2 separate regions of the Oryctolagus cuniculus genome follow, and region 1 is linked to region 2. Evidence: chromatin contacts called from public Hi-C data. All regions are on one chromosome and are shown on one strand. Each heading gives the region's core, a stretch centred on a gene start, on an enhancer-like site or on the middle of the called end of the contact. The rest is flanking DNA. Distances are from core to core; before and after follow the strand shown. Region 1 has its middle 790 kb from the start of ADAMTS5. Region 2 overlaps LOC108177928 (a long non-coding RNA gene).

What was found. A called contact is a pair of places that touch in the nucleus more often than the background predicts.
Region 1: a Hi-C map of an unstated tissue shows a contact between it and region 2, with 8 times the contacts expected there. The contact joins two enhancer-like sites. A contact is called at or near these places in 5 of 6 Hi-C or Micro-C datasets (ear pinna, embryonic fibroblasts, psoas muscle and 2 more).

The regions. Positions count from the first base shown.
Region 1 is chr4:18,044,206-18,049,849 of mOryCun1.1, forward strand. No RefSeq gene overlaps it. Among named protein-coding and RNA genes, the nearest start is that of ADAMTS5, 790 kb to the right of the region's middle. Within about 2 kb of position 1,251, at least 1 of the 8 cell types and tissues checked has an H3K27ac peak or open chromatin away from gene starts, as enhancers often do.
Region 2 is chr4:16,985,405-16,991,388 of mOryCun1.1, forward strand. It overlaps LOC108177928 (a long non-coding RNA gene), which reads right to left. Exons shown (of 3, transcript XR_001794589.3): 3 at 4,370-4,705. Among named protein-coding and RNA genes, the nearest start is that of N6AMT1, 210 kb to the left of the region's middle. Within about 2 kb of position 2,802, at least 1 of the 8 cell types and tissues checked has an H3K27ac peak or open chromatin away from gene starts, as enhancers often do.

The sequences.
Region 1 (5,644 bases), core at 1-2,500, 1.1 Mb after region 2:
ATACCATATAGTGGCTCTGGTTCCAGTCCCAGATATTCTGTTTCGTATCCAGCTTCCTGCTATTTTATCCAGAAAAAAAAAAAATGATGGTTCAATACCTGTTTCCCTGTTATCCACGTGGGAAGCCTGGATGGAATACCAAACTCCCAGTTTCAGCCTGACCTGGCACCAGCTTTTACTGTCATTGTCAGAGTGAACTGGATGGAAGATCTCTTTTTAACACCCCTCATCATTATGTATTTCAAACAAACAAATATTTGGAAGAAAAGTTGTACTGTTAAATCAAGAAGCCTCTATCATCCTGCTCTTTCTCAAAATTGGAATAAACACACGGTGGAACCTGGTTTTACTTTCCCTTAAAAACTTGGTGTGCAGAGTTGAGATTTATCCGAGCAGTTAAGCCTGAATTCCATATTTAAGTAAGCAGGTTCCATTCCTGGCCCTGACTCCAGATTTCAGCTTCCTACTAATGCAGATCATGGGAGGCAGCTGTGATGGCTCCAGTGATTTCCTTCCTTGCTATTGGCTTTGAATTACCCCAGTCCAAGAAATTGTAGGCATTGGAGTAGTGACCTAGCCAATGGGCAAGTACTCTCTCTTTCCCTCTCTCTTAAATTACTAAAAAGCAAATAAATAGATATATTTTAAAAACTTATTGCTGCCAATATCCCTGTCACCAAATATTCTTTTACATCATAGTGTGCAAAAAATACATAGTATATATTTGATATTTGAAATTATATTATTTTCAATGGTTTAATTGGTTCTTAAAACTTAATCTTGGCCGGTGCCACAGCTCACTTAGCTAATCCTCTGCCTGCGACACCAGCACCCTGGGGTTCTAGTCCTGGTTGGGGCACCGGTTATGTTCCAGTTGCTCCTTTTCCAGTCCAGCTCTCTGCTGTGGCCCAGGAGTGCAGTGGAGGATGGCCCAAGTCCTTGGGCCCTGCACCCGCAGGGGAGACCAGGAGGAAGCACCTGGCTCCTGGCTTAGCGGCCTTTTGTGGGGTGAACCAATGGAAAAAGGAAAACCTTTCTCTCTGTCTCTGTCTCTCTCTCACTGTCTAACTCTGCCTGTCAAAAAAAAAAATTAATCTTTTGGTTCCTAAATGAATAGGCCATAGTGCATATAAAGGTATCATTTTTCACATTCAGAACATTTTTTGTACACTGAGAACAGCATAGTTTACCTTTAAAGTAGGTATTAGTCTTAGGTAATAATCCTTCACTAATTTACAGCCTCTTGAAAAAAGGTGAGTCAGTATTCAGAGATCATGTTTCACAGTCAGTTTTAGTATTAATCATCTAATTCTCTTCTGTGCAGCATTACATCAAATTGTATAAATAACCGCTTACCAAAAGAAGTCATTTGAAATGTGTTTTTTTTTTAGTGTGACTAATCATATGATAAATTTACCTTATATGCATTGTCTAAGTGATCCTTCTTTCATGCCACTTAACACTTTTTTTAATTTAAAAGCAAGATTTATTTAAGTCAGAGACCTCCAGCAGGAGTGGCCTGGAGAAGGTGTTGGGGTTGGATGCTGTGGCATAGTAGGTTAAGCTACTTAACACTTTAATTGGCTATTTTTCCCAAGTTTCCCATGAGTCAATGCTAACTAAAAGCACAATGCTTAGAATAATTCCTACACAGAAGTAGAGCTGTTGAGGACTCCTCACATTTTGGAAACTGCAGTACAGCTTCCACAGTGGTATTTGTGCCCATAGGGATAGTGAAAAAAATTACAATATTTATCAATGGTTACAGTTAGTATAAGCTTGGGCTTATATTTAAAGCATCTTAAACCACAGATCACTCTTCTCTAAACTGGAGTTCACCAGAACTACTTTTGCAAGGCTGCCATGAGTATCAGAAGTGTTTGTTCACAAAGAACCTGTGTTGTCTGACCGCGCCATGAACAGACTCTGAATGTGGAGTAGGTCCTTATGTTGTGGAACATGCAACTGTTCCAAAGTCTCATGTTCATTAACAAAAGAGAAGCCAGGTCCTTACACTTGATGTAAATCCTCTCCTGCCTGTGAAGGGCAACAGTAAACCCAGACACTGGGTCTAAGAACATATTTCACTTCTAGATTGTCAACCAATGCTTAATTGTTCAAGAGAGGCGTCACTAATGGATGTTAAGACCTAACATCTCAGACCTTTCTTTTTCCATTTACAGGGTTCATCAAGGGGTCTCAGATCCTCACCCTTGCTGTTCAGAATGTTAAATGGGACAGTCACATTGGAAGTTTGGCAGTTATGCAAAAAGACCCCATGGAGTTGCCCTCTGGCCAAGCAACTCTATCCTGGGTAAATGTGTAAGGTTAATAAAAATATACATCCAAGCTAGTATCTGTACATGAATTTCCAAAGCACCATGTTTCATAATAGCATGAAAGTTCTACTTAGGCTGGCGCCACGGCTCACTAGGCTAATCCTCCGCCTAGCGGCACCGGCACACCGGGTTCTAGTCCCGGTTGGGGCGCCAGATTCTGTCCCTGTTGCCCCTCTTCCAGGCCAGCTCTCTGCTGTGGCCAGGGAGTGCAGTGGAGGATGGCCCAGGTACTTGGGCCCTGCACCCCATGGGAGACCAGGAAAAGCACCTGGCTCCTGGCTCCTGCCACCAGGTCAGCGCGGTGCGCCGGCCGCGCCGGCCATTGGATGGTGAACCAACAGCAAAAGGAAGACCTTTCTCTCTGTCTCTCTATCACTGTCCACTCTGCCTGTCAAAAAAAATTAAATAAATAAATAAATAAAAAGAAAGAAAGTTCTACTTAGGAAACAACATGTAGCTATCACTGGAGGTTGAAAGTATGTTATATCCATATGGGCTAATACTTGGAAATAACATATAAATGAACTTCTGATACATGCTACAAAATGGATGAATCTTGAAAACATTATGCTAAGTGAAAGAAGCCAGTAAAAATGATAATGCTGTATGTTTTTAGTTATATAAATGTTCATAATAGGCAAAGTCATAGAGCCAAAAAATGGGTTAGGGTTGTTCGTGGCTGGGAATAACAATGCAAGGATGGTCACCGTGGAGTGAGTGCTAATGGGTTCAGAACTTCTCTTTTGGAATGATGAAAATGTTCAGCACTAGGTGATAACAAATGGGTAACTCAGATAACTCTACATGTGTTATAACCCATTGGATTGTACATATTAAATTGGTAAATCATAGGGGCTAATTATTATATCTAAATAAAACTCTTTTTTAAAAGAATCTTTCTGGTGGGCATTGGGCACAGCACTTAAAGCACCATCCTATATCAGAGGGTCTGGGTTTGAGTCCTAGCTCCTAGCTTCTTGATAATTCATTCCCTGAATGGCAGATAACATCTGGGACCTGAAGTTAGATCCTGGCTCCCAGTTTCATCCAGGCCTAGCCCCTGTTCTTGCAGCTATTTGGAAACAAACCAGCTATTTGGGAACAAACAAGCAGATGGAAGATCTCCCTCTGTGTCTCTCTGCCTTTCAACTGAAATAAATGACTGAATGAGTAAACATTTTAAAAATCTAAGTTAGTAATTTCTCCCCATTGCTATCACCCACGCTCAGGGTTCCTCCAAAACTCTCAGCACTATTTACCATACTCTACCCTATTAGGTCGCTTATCCCTCTAATTTTAACATCCCATCTTTTAACTTCCCTCACTAATACTACTCCTTCATCTTCTTCCTCTTCCCACGCTGGGGCCCTTCTAACTTCTAGAGTAATGGAAACCTGAGGCTCCCATTTGATCACATACAGGTCTCGGTCTGCTGGGTCTAGAGTTTATGTGAGCAGCCTCTTTGTTCTATGGTTCCACTTCCTGAGCTTTCTCTTGTTTTACCCCACCTCTTCTTCAATCTGGAATCTCAGAGCAGCAGATTAGACCAATTCAGTAACTCTTGTGTTGCCAATAGCTGTTGAAAGGCCACCACAAAACACACCAAACAGTGGAGTAAAGGAAAGGTTTATTGTTGGGTATGTGTGGGGGCAACCCAACATGTTGGAGAGAGACAGCAATAAAAGAGCCTTGATGGGAAAGTGGGTCTTGTGGGTCTTGTGTGATAAGGAAGTGGGAGCAGCAAATCCCGTTAGGGTGGGGGTGGAGTTGATGCTTGTGGTTGGGCCCTTTGGACTACTGACTTCCAATAAGCCAGGCTGAGTTTTGGAGTGGCCAAAACTTATTGTACAAGATGACAACTGTGCCAGAGTCCATGATGGCACCTGGGGCTTAAGATGGCACCTCAGATAAGATAGCGCCAGCTTTACTAACAATCACCATACTTGTTCTCTTGGGTTTCCTAGCTCTCAGACAGCTTTCTCTCTCACCACTACTCTTACCTTCATTCTTATGAGTTGAACAGCTCCAAAAATGAGCCTTCTAGCACCTTGAGCTTTAAATTAGGTTTCTTTTCGATTCCTCTACCTCAGCCATACATTCTGATCTTCATATCCAGACTTCCTTGTCACCAGGTACAAGTTCCCATTGGCCACCTGAACTGTCAATAGTCTTAGATGAGGTACAAAGCACTTACAAAGTCCAAATTAATAGTTGAAATAATAATAATGAGAGAATATATCACATTAGTTTTAAAATAATTGGATATTGTAATGATATTTTATTTATTTATTTTGAGATTTTAAAACAAGACTTGTTAGAGTCAGAGACCTCCAGCCAGAGTGGCATCTACGGGGCCTCCAGGAGAGGCAAAGCCAGGAGGGACTGGTGGTAGTGGGGTTTTTAAACACAATTTTTGAGAAAAAACTTGGCAGACTGGCATTCAGTTACAAGGTAGGGACAAATTTGCTTGTTTTAATTTGCTTTTTGAAAATTTTTAATTTACTCTTGATCATTTTATTTGAAAAGCAGAGAGACAGACAGACAGGATCTTCCATCCACCTTTTCACTCCCAAATGCCTTCCACAGTCATGGGTGGGTCAAGCTGAAGCTAGAAGATCAGAGCTCAACCAAGTCCACCACCTGGGAGGCAGGAATTTGATTACTTGAACCATCACCTGCTGCCTACCAGAGTACAGATTAACTGGAAGTTGGATGGGAAGCAGAGTAGCCTACATTCAAACCAGGCACTCCAATTGGGGATGCTGATAGCTCAAGGGGCAAATTAACTGCTGTGCAAAATCCCTTCAGTCCAATTTAATTTTTTAAATGAAACTCTGACTGCTGTATTTAAAGTTGTACTCTTCACCTCCCTCTAAACTCTCCAATTCTCCTTAAACAGCTCCAGTTTCTTCCTTCCCTTCTTTCCTCCCTCCTATCATCTCATTCTATTTGTTTTTCCTTTTAGCAAGGTGAATTCACACACTCACTATTGAATGTAAATTGTTTTTAATGGAAGCTCCACAAGGCCATAGATCCTTCTTGGCTCACTCATGTATACCCAGCTCCCGGAATGACAACTGCCAGTGTACAGGGTTTTATAAATATTTACTAAATCAATGTCTTAATGAATCAACTATTTTTCAGATTTAATACTTAAAATCAAGTCTTAAAGTCCATATATGTTTTAAATGCCTTGTGTCTATTTTTACACAGTTTGTCCACCTTTTTCTGTTTGCTTTAAGGGAAAAAGCAGAGGATTATAATACATTTCTTAAAAGCTTTTCTCTTGCCTCACAGATAAACAC
Region 2 (5,984 bases), core at 1,552-4,051:
ACTCCTGTTGTTGACTTAACAAATTGACACTCTTGTTTATGGCATCTATTACTATCACCCTAGGCTCTTGTCATGAGCTGCCAAGGCTATGGAAGCCCCCTGAGTTCACTGACTCTGATCATTTTTAGACAAGGCCATGGTCAAAGTGGAAGTTCTCTTCTCCCTTCAGAGAAATGTACCTCCTTCTTTTATGACCCGTTCTTTCCACTGGGATCTCACTTGCGGAGATCTTTCATTTAGGTTTTTTTTTCCCCCAGAGTGTCTTGGCTTTCCATACCTGAAATACTCTCATGGGCTTTTCAGCTGGATCCGCATGCCTTAAGGGCTGATTCTGAGGCCAGAGTGCTGTTTAGGACATTTGCCATTCTATGGGTCTGCTGTGTATCTCACTTCCCATGTTGGATCGTTCTCTCCCTTTTTTGTTCTATCAGCTAGTATTTTCAGACACTATTCTTGTTTATGTGATCCCTTAGGTTCTTAGTCCTATCATTATGATCAATTGTGAACAGAACTTGATCACTGGGACTAGTGAGATGGCATTGGTACATGCCACCTTGATGGGATTGAATTGGAATCCCCTGGTATGTTTCTTTTTTTTTTTTAACTTTTATTTAATGAATATAGATTTCCAAAATACAGCTTATTGGCTCCCCCCCCCATGACTTCCCTCCCACCTGCAACCCTTCCCTTTCCCACTTCCTCTCCCCTTCCATTCATATCAAGATTCATTTTCAATTTTCTATATATACAGAAGATCAGTTTAGTATACATTAAGATTTCAACAGTTTGCACCCACATAGAAACACAAAGTGAAAAATACTGTTTGAGTACTCGTTATAGCATTAAATTTCAATGTACAGCACATTAAGGACAGAGATCTCACATGAGGAGTAAGTGCACAGTGACTCCTGTTGTTGACTTTACAAATTGACACTCCTGTCTATGGCATCAGTAATCTCCCTATGCTCCAGTCATGAGTTCCCAAGGCTATGGAAGCCTTTTGAGTTCTCCGAGTCTTATCTTGTTTAGACAAGGTCATAGTCAAAGTGGAAGTTCTCTCCTCCCTTCAGAGAAAGGTACCTCCTTCTTTGAAGACCTGTTCTTTCCACTAGGATCTCACTCGTGGAGATCTTTCATTTAGGTGTTTTTTTTTTTTTTCTTTCTTTTTTTTTTTTTTTTTTTTTTTTTTTTTTGCCAGAGTGTCTTGACTTTCCATGCCTGAAATACTCTCATGGGCTTTTCAGCCAGATCCGAATGCCTTTAGGGCTGATTCTGAGGCCAGAGTGCTGTTTAGGACATCTGCCATTCTATGAGTCTGCTGTGTATCTCGCTTCCCATGCAACTGATGATTGACTCAGGATTCTGATTCCACTTTGTGCTCCTGCCAATCCTATTTTCATAGAGCAGCTGGAGTGATCTTTTGTGATAAGCTCAAAGTTGTTCCGTAGTTCCTCTTCCTACTTGGAATAAAATCCTGCACCTGGTGTGGCTTATCAAGCCGTCCATCTTTGGCCAGGTCTGGCTCTCAGAACTCCCTGCTTGCTTTTCTTCCTTCCCCTCTACTCCTGACAAATGAGCCTTAATTGTGGACCTGCGGTGTGTCCAGACTGCAAACCCCTCTCAGGAGCTTTGCCTTAAATCTGCAGGTGTGTCTGGAATACTCCCCACAGATCTGCATGGAGATAGATTGAAATTAATTTTTAGACTGGCCATAGCTTAATATAATCTCTTCTTAAACTGCTTGATATAAAATAGTCCTTCAGCCATTTTAAAATCAGATCGTCTTATTCTGATTTCCTTTAAAACTATTTGTTTTCTGTTTTCTTCCTCCCTACTAGCAAGTACCATAGTGAGCATAGAGCTTCCATAGCTTAGTGATCACCACATCCAGGGACAAGTGGTTCTCTGCCTGCTTTTGCTACCCACAGCACCCACCCTGCTTTCTCTCTGTTCCGAAAAGGCAGGGTTCATCCAATGGCAAGGAACACTGACCCTGAAGCCAGACAGCCAGGCTCAAGTCCAGACTTTGCCGTTTACTGGCTATGTGACTATAGAGAAGCAAACTCCTCAGAACTTCAGTTTCCCCTTTTGTAAAATAGGTAGGCTTAATAGTAATAGCTACCTCCATGGAGTTATTGAGGCAATTAAGAATGTAGAAACATGTTAACAATGATAAAGCACACAGATCACAGCCTGTCACATCAAAAGCCCCATAGATGTGTCAGTTGTCCTTAGTGTGGGGCATGCGTATATAAATTTTATATTCATAGAGTTTTGGTATATGTATTATATAGGTAACATACAGTTACATTTATAAGCTCTTAGATTTCTATTTACATTACATACAGTGTTACCTGTTTTTTTAATTCTATTGTCTAGCAGAGTGGCAAATAAAATGCGTTCCAAGATTTTGTGAAATGCCATAAACTAAACGGCATCTGCTTCTTTCTCACCTGGTTCAATTACAAGATTCAACCAAGTTCTCTTGCTGGTACCAGAACATGTGCCCCAGTCAGCCACTATTCTAGTACCTGCTGTTACCACAAGCATCCTGAAGGTGGCAGTGGAGACTTAAGGTTTGGAAAATGCTTCACCGTTCTTGCACACTCGAGGGTAGAATTTGAAAAGTTACTTCGAGGACCTGTTTTTATATCTTAAAAATTGTTTTTCATTATTATTGTGAGACGGGGTGGGTGGAATGTCGGGAAGCTGATCAAATGCAAGTAATATGCGGGAAACGGCAGCGCACTGTTATTCATTAACAACTCAGGCACAGTGGGAACATTGGAGCATTCCTAAGGAATTGCTGATGAGGTGAGCTGAGGGCAGGGAGCTTGCAGAAAGGGGCTTGGGCTTGCGTGGGGGCTACCTCCGAGCTCCAGGACTCCTTGATCTGTGGGGAGGGGCGCAGCCAGAGCGGGACAGAGCTGAGGGCTCGAAAGCACATTCTCTGTGTGTCTTCTAGAGATCTGGAGAGTCATAATATATCTGAAAGCAGACTAGAAATATCCTTAAGGATTAGAGTAGTCGCCCTCTGCAACTATATCTGAAATAATTTATATCGACCGCCAGATGGCAGTATTGCACCACAAAAGGTGTACAGGGCCAGGCCCTGCTTCTAAACTCTCAAATCTAGCCCCAAAAGTCATGTGTGCTTCCCATGTTTCTGGAATGTTGGGAATTAGACTTATAAGGAGCAATTGCTCTTTACTGGCACCCTTCCTATACACAGAGAATACATTTTTGTCAAAGCAGATGCTTATTGTCTTGGAAAATAGATCCCTAAAAGTTGAATTATAAAACAAAACAAAACAAAACCAGTTGAATTGTTCATGACTATATGCTTTCTGATTGAAGATTCTCAGTGAAAAAATGAATCAGCTTGTGAGCTACAATGTAATATTCCTAAGGTCAGACTATGTCAACTGTTGCCAAATTTCAGAACAAAATAAAACACAAAGATTTTTAGTTTAGAATTCACTTTTTAAAAATTTGTAGCATATGGGGTTTTCTAAAAGCACAAAACAAATGGTTTTAAAAACCAGATTTTATATAGTTTACATAGCCTATAACCATTTTTGTCTAAAATTGCACTCTGTAAATGCATTTATGTGGTTGAAGAGCTTGAAATGTGATTATCACGTAAGATGATGTGTGAAGCACACGCTTCCCACATGGCAGGAATTATAATAAATAGGAGTGGTGGCTCCATTTGTTAAGAATAAATAGCTTGGAGATAAGCGTTAAGATCGATTGCTAAGGGGTTCCAGCAGAGGCCAAACTGTAGAAGATCCGAGAATGATCTGCCTCCTGGGCTCTCCCCTTCAGGAGATACTGTAGATGAAAGTGTTCAGCAATTAATCACAGACAGCTTTCCAGAAGGGCAGCTCAATGTCGGTCTATCTTACTCAACCTGGATTGAGTCTGTAGCACACGTTTTAAATACCATGTCTGGGGAAGGTTTGGCTGGCACCTACTTAGTCTCTCCCTTATTAGATAGCTTCAGAATGGTAGACTTCTCAGTAGTCACAGTGACACTGTAGTTTCAAGGCACCAATTTTCTGGTAAAGACGTAAGAGGCCAAATTTGAAGCCGCATTACTTTTTGTTTCCTGAAATCGATGGATTACTTCTATCCCTTAAAAGCAGCCTTAATGGCTAGGATCATCTCACCATCTTCTGTTCTCGACTCCACTCTCCTCCTGGTGGTCATGGATGTAGTGAATTCTTTAATTAAATGAAATCTCTGGTACAGATCAATCAGCACTCATGTCATTCATCAAGTGTTACTACTTCTCTTCTTTTCTGCCATCCCCATTTTGAAGAGTTTCATTGTACTTCTGACAGGTATGGCACATGAATTCATTTCATATATTTTAAAAAGATTAATTAATTTATTTGAAAGTCAGAGTTACACACACACACACAGAGAGAGAGAGAGAGAGAGAGAGAGAGAAATGGCCAGGGTTGGCCAGATCAAAGCCAGGAGCTTCTTCTGGATCTCCTATGTATGTGGCATGAGTTCAAACACTTGGGCCATCTAATGCTGCCTCTCCCAGGCCATTAGCAGGAAGCTGGATCAGAAGTCGAGCAGGCAGGACATCACGCAAATGGGATGCTGTTGTCGCAGGTGGCAGCTTTATCCTCTGCGTCACAATGCTGGCCTCTTCAACTCGTATTTTGACATTTAACATCACTATGCATACCTAAGAAATTATCGGGAAAGAGAAGACATAAAATTGGTGTCATGTGGATGCAGAAGAAGGAACACTACAAAATAAGAGAATACTTTGGCTTGTAACTGGAAGAGTTTTTCTGGCAAAAGCTTTCTCCCTCAGTAGATTGGGCCTGTGTCTGTACAGCTGATTCAGATTCCTACATTCAGGTGAAAACAAAGAGATACAGCAGATGGCAGCATGGCATTGCACATGGCTGCTTTAGAGCAAAACCCACAATGTCAGTATCCCATTTTACTTTTTTCCCCTTTTTTCTTTTTTCCTAGTGGGTAAGTTACTGGAACCTTTTAAAAATGATTATTTATGGTGAAAATTTGGAAAAGCAATTATGCCTGTTTTTTCAAGTTTACTCCCATGGCCGTCCAGGACAAAGTAGCAGTCAGCAACCTGTCCCTGACAAGCCTGGAGGCTGAGGCATTGTTATTCTGGCCACCAGCACTTGCAGCACCCACTGTTAGATTTAAACATGGCTTGGAATTTAATCTCAGAGGTGTTCCCAAGGCTCTTTCAAGTCTCAAAGAGAAATTTGCCAAGTATTAAGAAAGAAAGAATTATTCTCAGAAATTATGACAAAAAAGTGATGAGACTGAGAAGTGCTTTGAGACTGAGGCACAGATGATCCCTGTAATGAATGTAAAGAAACATTTAAAAATAGCTGTTTGAAGGAACTCCCATCATTTTGTTTTCAGGAAAAGGTAAAACTTTAACCCAGGGGTCAGCAAATATTTTCTGTACAGGTCCAGACAGTAAGTATTTTCTGCTTAGTGGGTGACACAGTCTCTGTCACAGATCCTCAGCTCTGCACTGCACCTTGAAGGCAGCCACAGACAATACACACACAAATTGATGGGGCTGTGTTCCAATAAAACTTTATTTACAGAGACAGACACATCTGGTTGAGGGCCACAAAAGCTGAACTTGCTTTCCCTCCAAGGAATCCTCTGAATTCGATTAGAACCACTCCACAGACAATTTTCCCTCCCTTGTCTTTTAAATTCAATGCTGCTTTTTTGTTTGTGCCAAGTGTGAGCTTGTGTCATCTCTTTTGGAGGTGAAATAGCAGGTTGCGTTGGGTGGGACACAGAACAGACATGAGCTTCACATTAGAGATGGACCTAATCGTAATGTTGGCTCTGGCAAGTTGCATTTTTTTGTTATTTCTTTCCGTGGGGCCATCTAATTTGTATTTGATCTGAGGAATAAGAGTTTAGGCTTGGGGTTGCGTTTGCTTCCTAAGTTTCCCAGTAAG